3 separate regions of the Mus musculus genome follow, and regions 1 and 3 are each linked to region 2. The links are chromatin contacts, called in public Hi-C maps. All regions are on one chromosome and are shown on one strand. Each heading gives the region's core, a stretch centred on a gene start, on an enhancer-like site or on the middle of the called end of the contact. The rest is flanking DNA. Distances are from core to core; before and after follow the strand shown. Region 1 has its middle 23 kb from the start of Gm40271. Region 2 has its middle 47 kb from the start of Gm34637. Region 3 has its middle 36 kb from the start of Gm35208.

Region 1 (3,167 bases), core at 283-2,782, 260 kb before region 2:
AAATTTTAATATAGACCCCAGTTCAGTCATGTTACCATGTGTCTTAGTCAGGGTTTCTATTCTTGCACAAACATCATGACCAAGAAGCAAGTTGGGGAGGAAAGGGTTTATTTAGCTTACACTTTCCACATTGTTGTTCATCACCAAAGGAAGTCAGGACTGGAACTCAGGCAAGTCAGGAAGCAGGAGCTGATGCAGAGGCCATGGAGGGATGTTCTTTACTGGCTTGCTTCCCCTGGCTTGCTCAGCTTGCTTTCTTATAGAACCTAAGACTACCAGCCCAGAGATGGGCACCACCCACAAGGGGCCTTTCCCCCTTGATCACTAATTGAGAAAATGCCTTACAGCTGGATCTCCTGGAGACACTTCCCCAACTAGAGCTCCTATCTCTGTGATAACTCTAGCTTGTGTCAAGTTGACACAAAACCAGCCAGAACACCATGTCAGTGGCCATCCTGGTGATGGGCTACACTGGTCAACTTTTATTTATCAGATGGTAGCAAAAAAAAAACAAAATAAAACCAAAAACTAAACTAAAATAAAACAAAAACAAAACCTTACCAAACAACAACAACAACAACAAAAACCCACCAACAACAAAAAAGCAAAAACTGTGGGCATTTCCAGTCATCCTGGAGCCTGGGAAGAAAGCTAGGATTAAATGTTCTCTTTTCCGGTGCAGCCACTAGGTTGCTGAAAGAGTCTGGCATGTGACTGAAGCAAAATGACAAGCACCGCTGTCATTTGACCTCTGGGGAACCAGGCAGTCATCTAGGACTTGAAATGTGGGATACAAATGAGTGTCTGGTACTCTTTGGCTTCTGGAAAATGGCTTTCATTTTCCGAGGTGATTACAGTAAATTACACCTGGAAGAGAGAGCCCAGAATGACGGCTCCAAGTGCTATGGACTAATGGAAGAGTCCTCCAAATGTGTGTGTCATCAAAGTGGAGGAGAGCAATCGAGTCAGCGAAGAGGGGACGTAATAGATTAATTAGAAACAGAAGCTAGCCTAACCCCACCCCTTTTATGTCAGTTTTTGAGTCTGACGTTTACGAATCATATAGAACTATCGTTAGCACGCTCCCTGCCCAAGTCTCTAAAACTGAATAGATTATCCTCATACATGCTCCCTAGCTTCTTAATGATGATGGCAAGCTTTCTTCAGTTACAGTGTACGTGCAGCGAGCGGGGTGAAGCTAAGGTAAGGAGAGGACAGAGCAATTAATTGCTCCTTTCCTAAGAGAGGGCATGGCGTAGGCCTGGCTTCCCAGGAGAAAATTAGAGAAGAGAGACTTTGTAAGAGCCTCCACAAGAGGAACATTTTCTGAATTCTATTCTTCACCTTGGGAGTCCAGAAAGGAGCCAGGAAACTGATAGGTGGGCTGTATATAGTTCAGAGAAGGAAAAGGTTCGATGAATAGGCTTATTTAACCCGAAGCAGGTCAGCCCGAGAGGTCATCTAATCTCAGCAGTGCAGGATATGAGGGCCCTCGATCAGGGAAGAGATGGCCTTTGTTTTCTTCCCCAAGAGGACGACGGGCAGAGCAGGAAGGAAATGCAGGAGGTAAGCCATTCCTGCGAGACTGGATGGCATCTGCAGGGCCGAGGGAAGGACGCCACGTAGGAACGTCCCAAGTCTCATCCATTTCTTCAGCCCCGTGCTGTACTTTGAGACAGTAGCTTTCCTCAGGCCGGCAGCTTGCCAATTAGTCTAGGTGGGCTGTCTAGTGAACCCCAGGGGTTTGCACCCCAGTGCTGGGATTAGGCATAGCACTAATCCTGGCCTTTTTACATAGGTTTTAGGTTACAAATTCAGCTCCTCACACTAGGCAAGTGCTCTACCAGTGAGCTATGCCTCATCTTGCAGCAAGTGTTTCTAGGACTGAGCCTTTGGTTAAAACAAATTACGCTTTGTTACTTTTCTTGTCATGTGACTAAAATGTCCCATAGAGATAAATTAAGGAAGGACAGATATATTTCAAAAAATTTAAAGCTGGGTGGTAGTGACACATGCCTTTAACCCAAGCACTGGGGAGGCGGAGGCAGGCTGATCTCTGAGTTTAAGATCAGTCTGATCTACAGGTGAGTTCCAGGACTACACAGGGAATCCCTGTCTCAAAAAAACCCAAAAATCAAAAACCAAAAACCAAAACCAAACCAAACCAAACCAAACAAAACCCAAACAGTCATGTCAGAGTTGAAGCATGGTGATGGAAGGGGTCTACTTGTGGAGGTAGCATGAAGTTGCAACTTGGTTAGTGCTGCGAGTCCGGAAGCAAGTGAGCTCAGGCTGGAACCAGGGCTGGGTCTAACCTTTAAAAACTCACCCTGCAACAATTCACTTTCATCAGCCAAAACCCACATTCTGAAGGCTCAAAAGATGAGCCTGTCTAGGACAGTGCAGATTCAACGACTTCTTGGAGCTTTACTGGGTGGGAACTGGTATACAGGTAGGGGACTTTTAGCAGAAGGACTCTCACACAGGTCTTCAGCTTACAGATCTATCCTGATTTCCTGCACTATATCCTGGAGGGGACACAGACTTGGAATTAGGCTAGACCTAAGGTCAAAGGGAAATCTTCAGTTACCTTTTTTTAAATTACAACAAAAATCAAAATAACACCTCTTGGTTTCTCAGGGTATTGTGAGGAGGAGTAGGATATGAAACTTCTGGGTCTGAGATTTGATGCATAGTGAATGCTCCAAGATGATTTTTCCTTCCTTTCCCTCTTCCTTGGCTTTACTTTTTATTCATTTGGAAATCACCTTTCTATATGGGGTCGATAAAGCAAACTCTCTCTTATGGGAAATACTGGGGAAATCCATGACCTACTCAAAGCCAGGAAGTATGAATAATTTGGATGGTCAGAGGACTAAGCATGTTCACAAATGTCTGTGATGTGCAGAGCAGGTGATAATGTGCTTATAGGACCCGGCTCCCATGCAGTAACAGAAGTGTAGAAACTGTCTCGTCTGACCTCTTATGATCTGAGTTGTCACCCAGAGAGACAGACTGATTTATTCAGGATCATGGCTGGCTCTGTTCATTCTCTCCATCTACACACACACACACACACACACACACACAGAAATTTCTATTTTCCCAAAACATGACATCTGGCTAGGAATCACATTGCCACAATGCAGCCCATTCTTTCCCATTTC
Region 2 (3,101 bases), core at 43-2,542:
AGTGTGCAGGTGTCTGCGGGTGTTTGCTGCTGTAGCGAAGGGCTTGGTGGAGGGAGTGACAATCTTGTCATTCTGTTTTTCTAACTCTGTAGGATAAAGCCTGTCCTCTAAGTTTAGTCCTTTGCCTGGCACCTGTCACGCATGGGCATGTGTGCACATGTTTGTGTACTGTGTGTTTGTGTGTGTGTGTACTATGTGTGTGTGTATTGTGTGTTTATGTGTGTGTATGTGACTGTGTATGTATGTGTGTGTGTGCATAGAAGTCAGAGAACACTTGGCTGTGGTTTCTCAGGTACTAACTATCCACCTTGTTTTTAAGACATGGCCTCTCAGTACCCAACACTGGCCATCCAGGCCGGGCTGACTGGTGAGCCCCGGAGATCCATTTCCCCCGGGTTCGGATCAGGTATGCCTCCCAAGTCAGTCGTCCTTTTTACTTGGGTACTGAGTAAACTCCGGTCCTTGCTGCAAACCCTTTACTGAATGAAGCATCTCCAAGAGCCCAACCTGTAGCCTTTCACTCTGCCTTCCCATGGCCTTGTCACTGAAGCTTCTTGTCCTGAGAGCAGGGACTTGTATCCACTGTGCTCTGCTCACTCCCAGTCCACATGTGTGAGACTCCCTGGGAAAATGCGCCTCACAGTGAAGCCAGGGAGGAAAAAAGAGTTGGTCCTGTCTGATGTCTCACTGCCTTCCTACACTGTACTGGACATGCCAGTCTAGATAGTCTCAGATAGGATTCTAGGAGGGAGATATTTCCCTCCCATTCTGATGCAGTCATCAAGGCTCAGAGATGAGCTGTGAATAGCCAGTAGCACAGTGGTCACCAGGAGGGGAACCCAGGGCTTTTATTTTATTTTTCTGTCATGAATTCTGAGGCATGACTATCATGCTTCCAAGACCACTGACAACGGTCCCTTCTTCAGGCAGGTTCCCCACGTGGGAAGCTTGTTCCTTCTCTTTGGATCCTCAGTGTTTGAGGCCGACCTTCTCTGTGACAAGGCCACTCTCATTCTCACTCTCTTATTTCAATTTTACCCAGAGCTGGTGTAGGACATGAGGAGTTGAAAGAATGAGTTCTACACCGTGGTCTGTGCAAATGTAGAAAGCATTCTTCTTTCTCGGGGCTTGTGTTTCCCAGTTAGTGATATAGGCTTAGTCTAGAATGCTACTGTAGGGCCTCTCCAGCTCTGCATTGCATTCTTAAACATTCTTTTCTGAAATCCTAGCCTGTCTTGCAGCAGCTTCATCCCTCTGGCTAGCCTGTCTTAAAGCACAGCGCCACCTTCTGGAGATGAGCTTACTATGGAGTCACAACTTGTCCCCTCACCAGCACTCCCAACCCTCCTCATACACACACACACACACACACACACACACACACACACACACACACACACCCTTTGGCCTAGCGTCTGGCTCTGGATCCTCCCTTCCCTGAATGCCAGGCTGGAAACCTAATCAGTAGTCCCTGTCTGTCGGCTGTGGGCACCGCTCTTCAAACTTGCTAGGCAGCTCCAGTGGGGAGCCATGGCTTTCTTTCATCCAGAGGTTCTGATGCCTTTCCAAAAGCTAAGAGCTGGGGCCACTGTAAGCACACTTGAGTCCCGAGGCAGCTAAAATATGTAAGGGATGTGTTCCTTTGGAAAGCAGAGGCAGAAACAGCTAGGGTCCCCTGCCCCCACATACTTCCCTTTTTGTTTTTGTTTGAGGGATAGAAATCATCATCAGAAAAGTAACCAAGGAGGTCCCCAGATATTCTCAGATTCAGTGACATATTTTTTATTTTATGTTCTCAGTTGGAAAAAAAAAAACAGTCAAGAAAAAAGACATAGAAGGGGTGTGTTTGGAGTTGTCTCTGGGCACCTGGCCTTTGTTCATTTGGTGTCTGTCTTAAGCACATACAAGGGGCTACTCTTATGCTGTCATACCTAGATGGACTGAGGACTCAGTTGCCACAGGCTTTTGTCCCAGGGGCTGTCTGCTAATTACCTGTGGGATGAAGTTCAGACTTGTCTTTTTGTTGGAGAAACTCAATTGCCTCCAACGAGATAGGCTATGTGTGGCTTTAAGAACCCGGAAGTACACCCAGCATCTATCTGTCTGGGGACATTAGCTGAATAAAGTCTAGACATGACAGGTAAGAAGGAGCTCTGGTCTCAGAATTACCATGCACGCCCTGCTTTCTGTGCTTGTAAGCATCTTCCCTCTGCTGTCTGGAGCACCTTGCTCTACAAGGGGAGAGTAGATACAGATTTCTAAACTCTCCAGTTCATGGTTCTAGGAGTTAGTTGCCTGCTGAGTTTTCATCCCGACTCTGCCTCTTAGCATTAGACGTTAGGTTAGAACAGGGGCAGGGAGGTGCACGGGTCTATTGCTCTGCCTGAGCTTCTGGGTTCTACCTGCTTGCAGGGTTCTTCAGGGGCAGGGGCAGGAAGACCTATTTGGGTTGTGCATGGTTCCATGCTTAGAGTCACCAATGACCGTCACTGAGGTTCCCGTCCTAGCTAAACTACAGGAGTTGAGAACAGTTTTGGAGGAAAATGTAAATAGTTCCAAACGATGCACTTGCTTGCTTCCGTTCAGTCTGGTGGTCCTGCGCAGAAACACCCGTGTGCCTAGGTGCTAAATGAAAAGGCCCACAGGGAGGAAGTCCAGAAGGGTGCTACTCTGCTGCCGGCACCCAGCCCTGTGGCAGTTGGCGGGAGCTGTTGGTAAATCGCTTGGAATCCTGTGGGTACCTTGCCATGTTCATTGAAGATATTAACACCTTTTGTCTAGAGCCAGAAGCCGGCAGTTCAGGCACCTGGTGCTAGACTTAGCTTGTCCAGTGGAGAAATTAACATCATAAAACTCAGTTAACAGAGATGCCGTGGGTTTAATTAGTTCCTTAACAATTAAAGAAGAATTATGAGAGCTCGGGTTTGAGCTCTTCAGCTTCGAGAGCAATTCGGATGGAGTGGATGGCGCTGGTTGATGTCTCCCCTGAAATTCTTGCTTGACAACGTGATTTGGGGAATTATTTATGTTGCCCTGCTTCCAGGCGAATACATACACTTTCCTATAACCCCAAAGGAAGTACTTCCTGGTTACCTCCCTAG
Region 3 (3,221 bases), core at 177-2,676, 400 kb before region 2:
CATCTTAAAGCTTGATGCCAACTCTCAATATTCTGGCCCCAGTCTCCTGTAGTAAATAAAATAAGACGATTACTCGCTGAGTGGTCAGCATGTGGGAGACTTTCAAGTTGAAACTCTGAAGGCCCAGGGGAACTCCAACATCATATACTTGCGGTTTTTGTTTGTTTGTGTTTTGATGGTGTTGGAGAGTAAAGTTATGCCTTGTGCATGCTGGGCAAGCTCCCCGCCACTGAGCTGCAGCCCGGCTTATTTTTGCTTTTAACTCTGGGACAAGGCCTTACTGAGTTATCCAGCCTGGGCTTGACCTAATTCTAGAACCTGGGCAAATTCAGAATTTTCTATCCTCCTGCCTCAGCCTTCTGAGTAACTGGTTTTATTGGTCTTGCTGGGATTAGGGGTCTTTACCACAAGGCCAGGTTAAAAATACATCCTCAAATAGGAATTTAACTATGGCAGCACCTGAGCTTCACTCAGCTTTTAATCAGCCCCAAGCAGGCTGAGGGACCTCCTGAACCTAATACTGGGTCTGAGTCCCTGCTCTGTGTACACCTCCAGGTCTCAGTACCTCAGGTGGACTGGATGGGGGGAGGGGTCCTGCCAATGAGCACCCTGCAGCATCACCTAGGAGCACTGCCTCTCTGCTCCTGTTTCCATGGAAACACCTCAGGACCCATTGATCAGCTCTTGTTCGGGGCTTTCATTAGCTTGAGCGATAGAATAAGTTTTGATTCAAACATGACACTTTTTTAACGCAGTGAAAAACTCGTTTTGTATAAAACCCCATTATGTGGAACAGACACGCAGGTTGATGGCCAATTTAGTTAATAGAGCTTTGCAGCTGACACTGAATTAAATCTGCAGGAAGCAGCTTCAGTTTGCCCTAGAAGAGTCACGTGTAAATTTGCAGCAGGCTGGAGGCGCCGAGGGGAGGCTCCCAACCTGACCTTCTCTATTCAGCACTGCCACCCTCTTGTCCCAAGATCAAAATGTGCAGGTGCTATCCTGTCAGGCTCTCTGGATCCCTAGGATGACATCTGAGGTCTTTAAGTGAAGGAGGAATATTCTTGCCAGGAAGGTCACTTTGTCCTGTCTCTTCCCTCCTCCACCACTACCCATCCTCCTGTTTTCCATCACACATTACTTCTGTCCTTGTAGGACACCGCTTTTCTGGTCTCCTGTACTTACACATGAAGAGCACCAACCTTCAACCCATCTGCCTGACAAAACCCTTTAACCTTGAAGGATGTGATCCTTCTCTTGTTGTCTTTCTATGATTCCCTCCTTGAGCCTCTCTGGCACACAGCCCCGGTCCTATATTAAAAGCCATTTCAGATGGCACTAAATAGTGTGCACATAACCACCTCCTTAGTTTTCATTGTCTCCAGTCACTGCTGGCTCTCTCTGAAACTGCCCCCTTCTCTGTAAATTTAGAACGATGACACCCACTGAGAAACTGGACTGGTGCACACAAGAGGACTGCTTCTCAGCAGTGTGGTACAAGGCCCTGCCACTTTTCAGCTGTGTGGTTCAGTTTCTTCATTTCTCTTTCCTTCTTCTCACCTGCACAATGCAGGTTATAAGAACACAGTCATCTATTGGCATCCCCAGGAAACTGGCTCCAGGGCACCAAAATCCATAGGGGCTGAAGTGTCTTATTCAAACAATATGGCATTTATATACAGCCCAAGGACACTATCTATACATCCTACAAACAATGTCATAATTACTTCTGATTCCAAATACAATGTATATGTTAATATGGTAACTAGCTGCTATGCTGTATCATTTAGGGAGAAGCATCAAGAATGGAAGGCAGTGAATGTTAAAATATTGAGCCATTGTAGAAAAATATCTTCTAATTGAATGCATGAATATGAAACGTGAGGAAAAGAGGACCCCTACTCGCTGTGGTGGTTCTCTGAAAAGAATGGAGGTGTTCTTGTGTTTGTGGAAATGACTTCAAGTTGGTAGAAAGCTGTCATTTGCTCTTGAAGCAATATTTCCACTGCCAGCCCCTCACTCTGGATAATAATATCCTTCATACTATTGTCCATAAGACTATGAGTGCAGCTATACAGAGACTTTCAGGGCCCTGGGTGAGTCTCATGCCGTCCTGGGAGGGACACACATGCACATACATGTCCTTTCTTCTCAAGGTCAGGATGGGTGTGTACTATAAGGACCTTTGGTTAGGTCCAGTGCCAGTGAACAGGCTCAAAGATATGCTGGCCTCTTCTGGTAGAAGCTTAGTCAGCTCCATCTCCCCCTTCCACATGCTTTGAGGACATATGTCAGTACCCCAGTGTACATTATAGGACATTTGTAGCTCCTTTTATCTATCCATCTCTCAAGCATCCTTGGATAAATGACTGTCCATCTTCCTTCCAACTTCTGTGTCTTCTCCTATAGCCGTATACTGGTGTGGGGGCTAGAGATCAACACAGATCTGCTTCACACAAGAGTGCATGACAGCTGCCTACATCATAAGTGGAGGGGTCAGGGTCCAGCGTGAAGGGTGTCTTATTTAGGAATCGACATTCTCCGCTATAAGAAACATGGCCAGAGAGTAAAGGAGCCCCTTAAACAGGTGGTCACCATGGCACATATAGTCTCCATGCCCTATCCAGACTGAAGAAACCAGTCCCCAGAAGCCAGAGTGTTTAAAGGACTTACAGCACAATGAGGACACCACATGCACTGTGACTGATGCTTTCCCAGAGCAACTTCTGTGCAATGTCTAGGGAAGACCCAACCCCATGTCTGAACCCAGAGCAAGGCTAGACTGAAGTCTCTGCTGTGGCTTCATCCCAACGCAGCTCCCCAGCTCCCTAGCCGCGATGCTCAATTCCTAGTTCCTTAGCCCTGGGAGTCCCTCACACACTGATCTCTGTTTCAGAATCAACTTCTAAGAGGTTGCAAGAGGGCCTCCCATCATCACCAATGGAGTGACATATAGGACCTGTGGAAGCACAACAGGGGATGACAAAAAGCAAGTAGAAGCTAGTAGGAAAGGGTAAGGGTGTCAGAGAGAGGGGACAGCATATGCCAAGTTCTGGGGTATTGGAGATTCAGGGGGAAAATCACTCGGTGGGAGCAGAGACCAGGCATTCAAACCCCCAAGGGTATAAACAGCTTGGCATGAATGAAGATATTCTAAAGAGACACTTATGTCCTGACTACCCATTTATTGAAACAACGGAACCCAAGAAATAGAAATTTCA

Evidence for each region. Hi-C and Micro-C count contacts between places; a contact is called where the count stands out from the background.
Region 1: a contact with region 2 is called in a Hi-C map of the N1E-115 cell line, with 6 times the contacts expected there. The contact joins two enhancer-like sites. A contact is called at or near these places in 6 of 484 Hi-C or Micro-C datasets (the N1E-115 cell line, embryonic stem cells, extraembryonic endoderm stem cells and 2 more) and 2 of 115 datasets of contacts at active chromatin or transcription factors (large pre-B cells and oligodendrocyte precursor cells).
Region 3: a Hi-C map of the N1E-115 cell line shows a contact between it and region 2, with 4 times the contacts expected there. The contact joins two enhancer-like sites. A contact is called at or near these places in 1 of 15 datasets of contacts at CTCF or cohesin (embryonic stem cells), 28 of 484 Hi-C or Micro-C datasets (the N1E-115 cell line, differentiating embryonic stem cells, embryonic stem cells and 3 more) and 4 of 115 datasets of contacts at active chromatin or transcription factors (all in embryonic stem cells).

Annotation. Positions count from the first base shown.
Region 1 is chr12:12,884,441-12,887,607 of GRCm38.p6, reverse strand. No RefSeq gene overlaps it. Among named protein-coding and RNA genes, the nearest start is that of Gm40271, 23 kb to the left of the region's middle. Within about 2 kb of position 1,532, at least 9 of the 459 cell types and tissues checked have an H3K27ac peak or open chromatin away from gene starts, as enhancers often do. A contact at or near this core is called in the N1E-115 cell line, where this site is marked.
Region 2 is chr12:12,621,317-12,624,417 of GRCm38.p6, reverse strand. No RefSeq gene overlaps it. Among named protein-coding and RNA genes, the nearest start is that of Gm34637, 47 kb to the left of the region's middle. Within about 2 kb of position 1,292, at least 34 of the 459 cell types and tissues checked have an H3K27ac peak or open chromatin away from gene starts, as enhancers often do. A contact at or near this core is called in the N1E-115 cell line, where this site is marked.
Region 3 is chr12:13,022,081-13,025,301 of GRCm38.p6, reverse strand. No RefSeq gene overlaps it. Among named protein-coding and RNA genes, the nearest start is that of Gm35208, 36 kb to the right of the region's middle. Within about 2 kb of position 1,426, at least 9 of the 459 cell types and tissues checked have an H3K27ac peak or open chromatin away from gene starts, as enhancers often do. A contact at or near this core is called in the N1E-115 cell line, where this site is marked.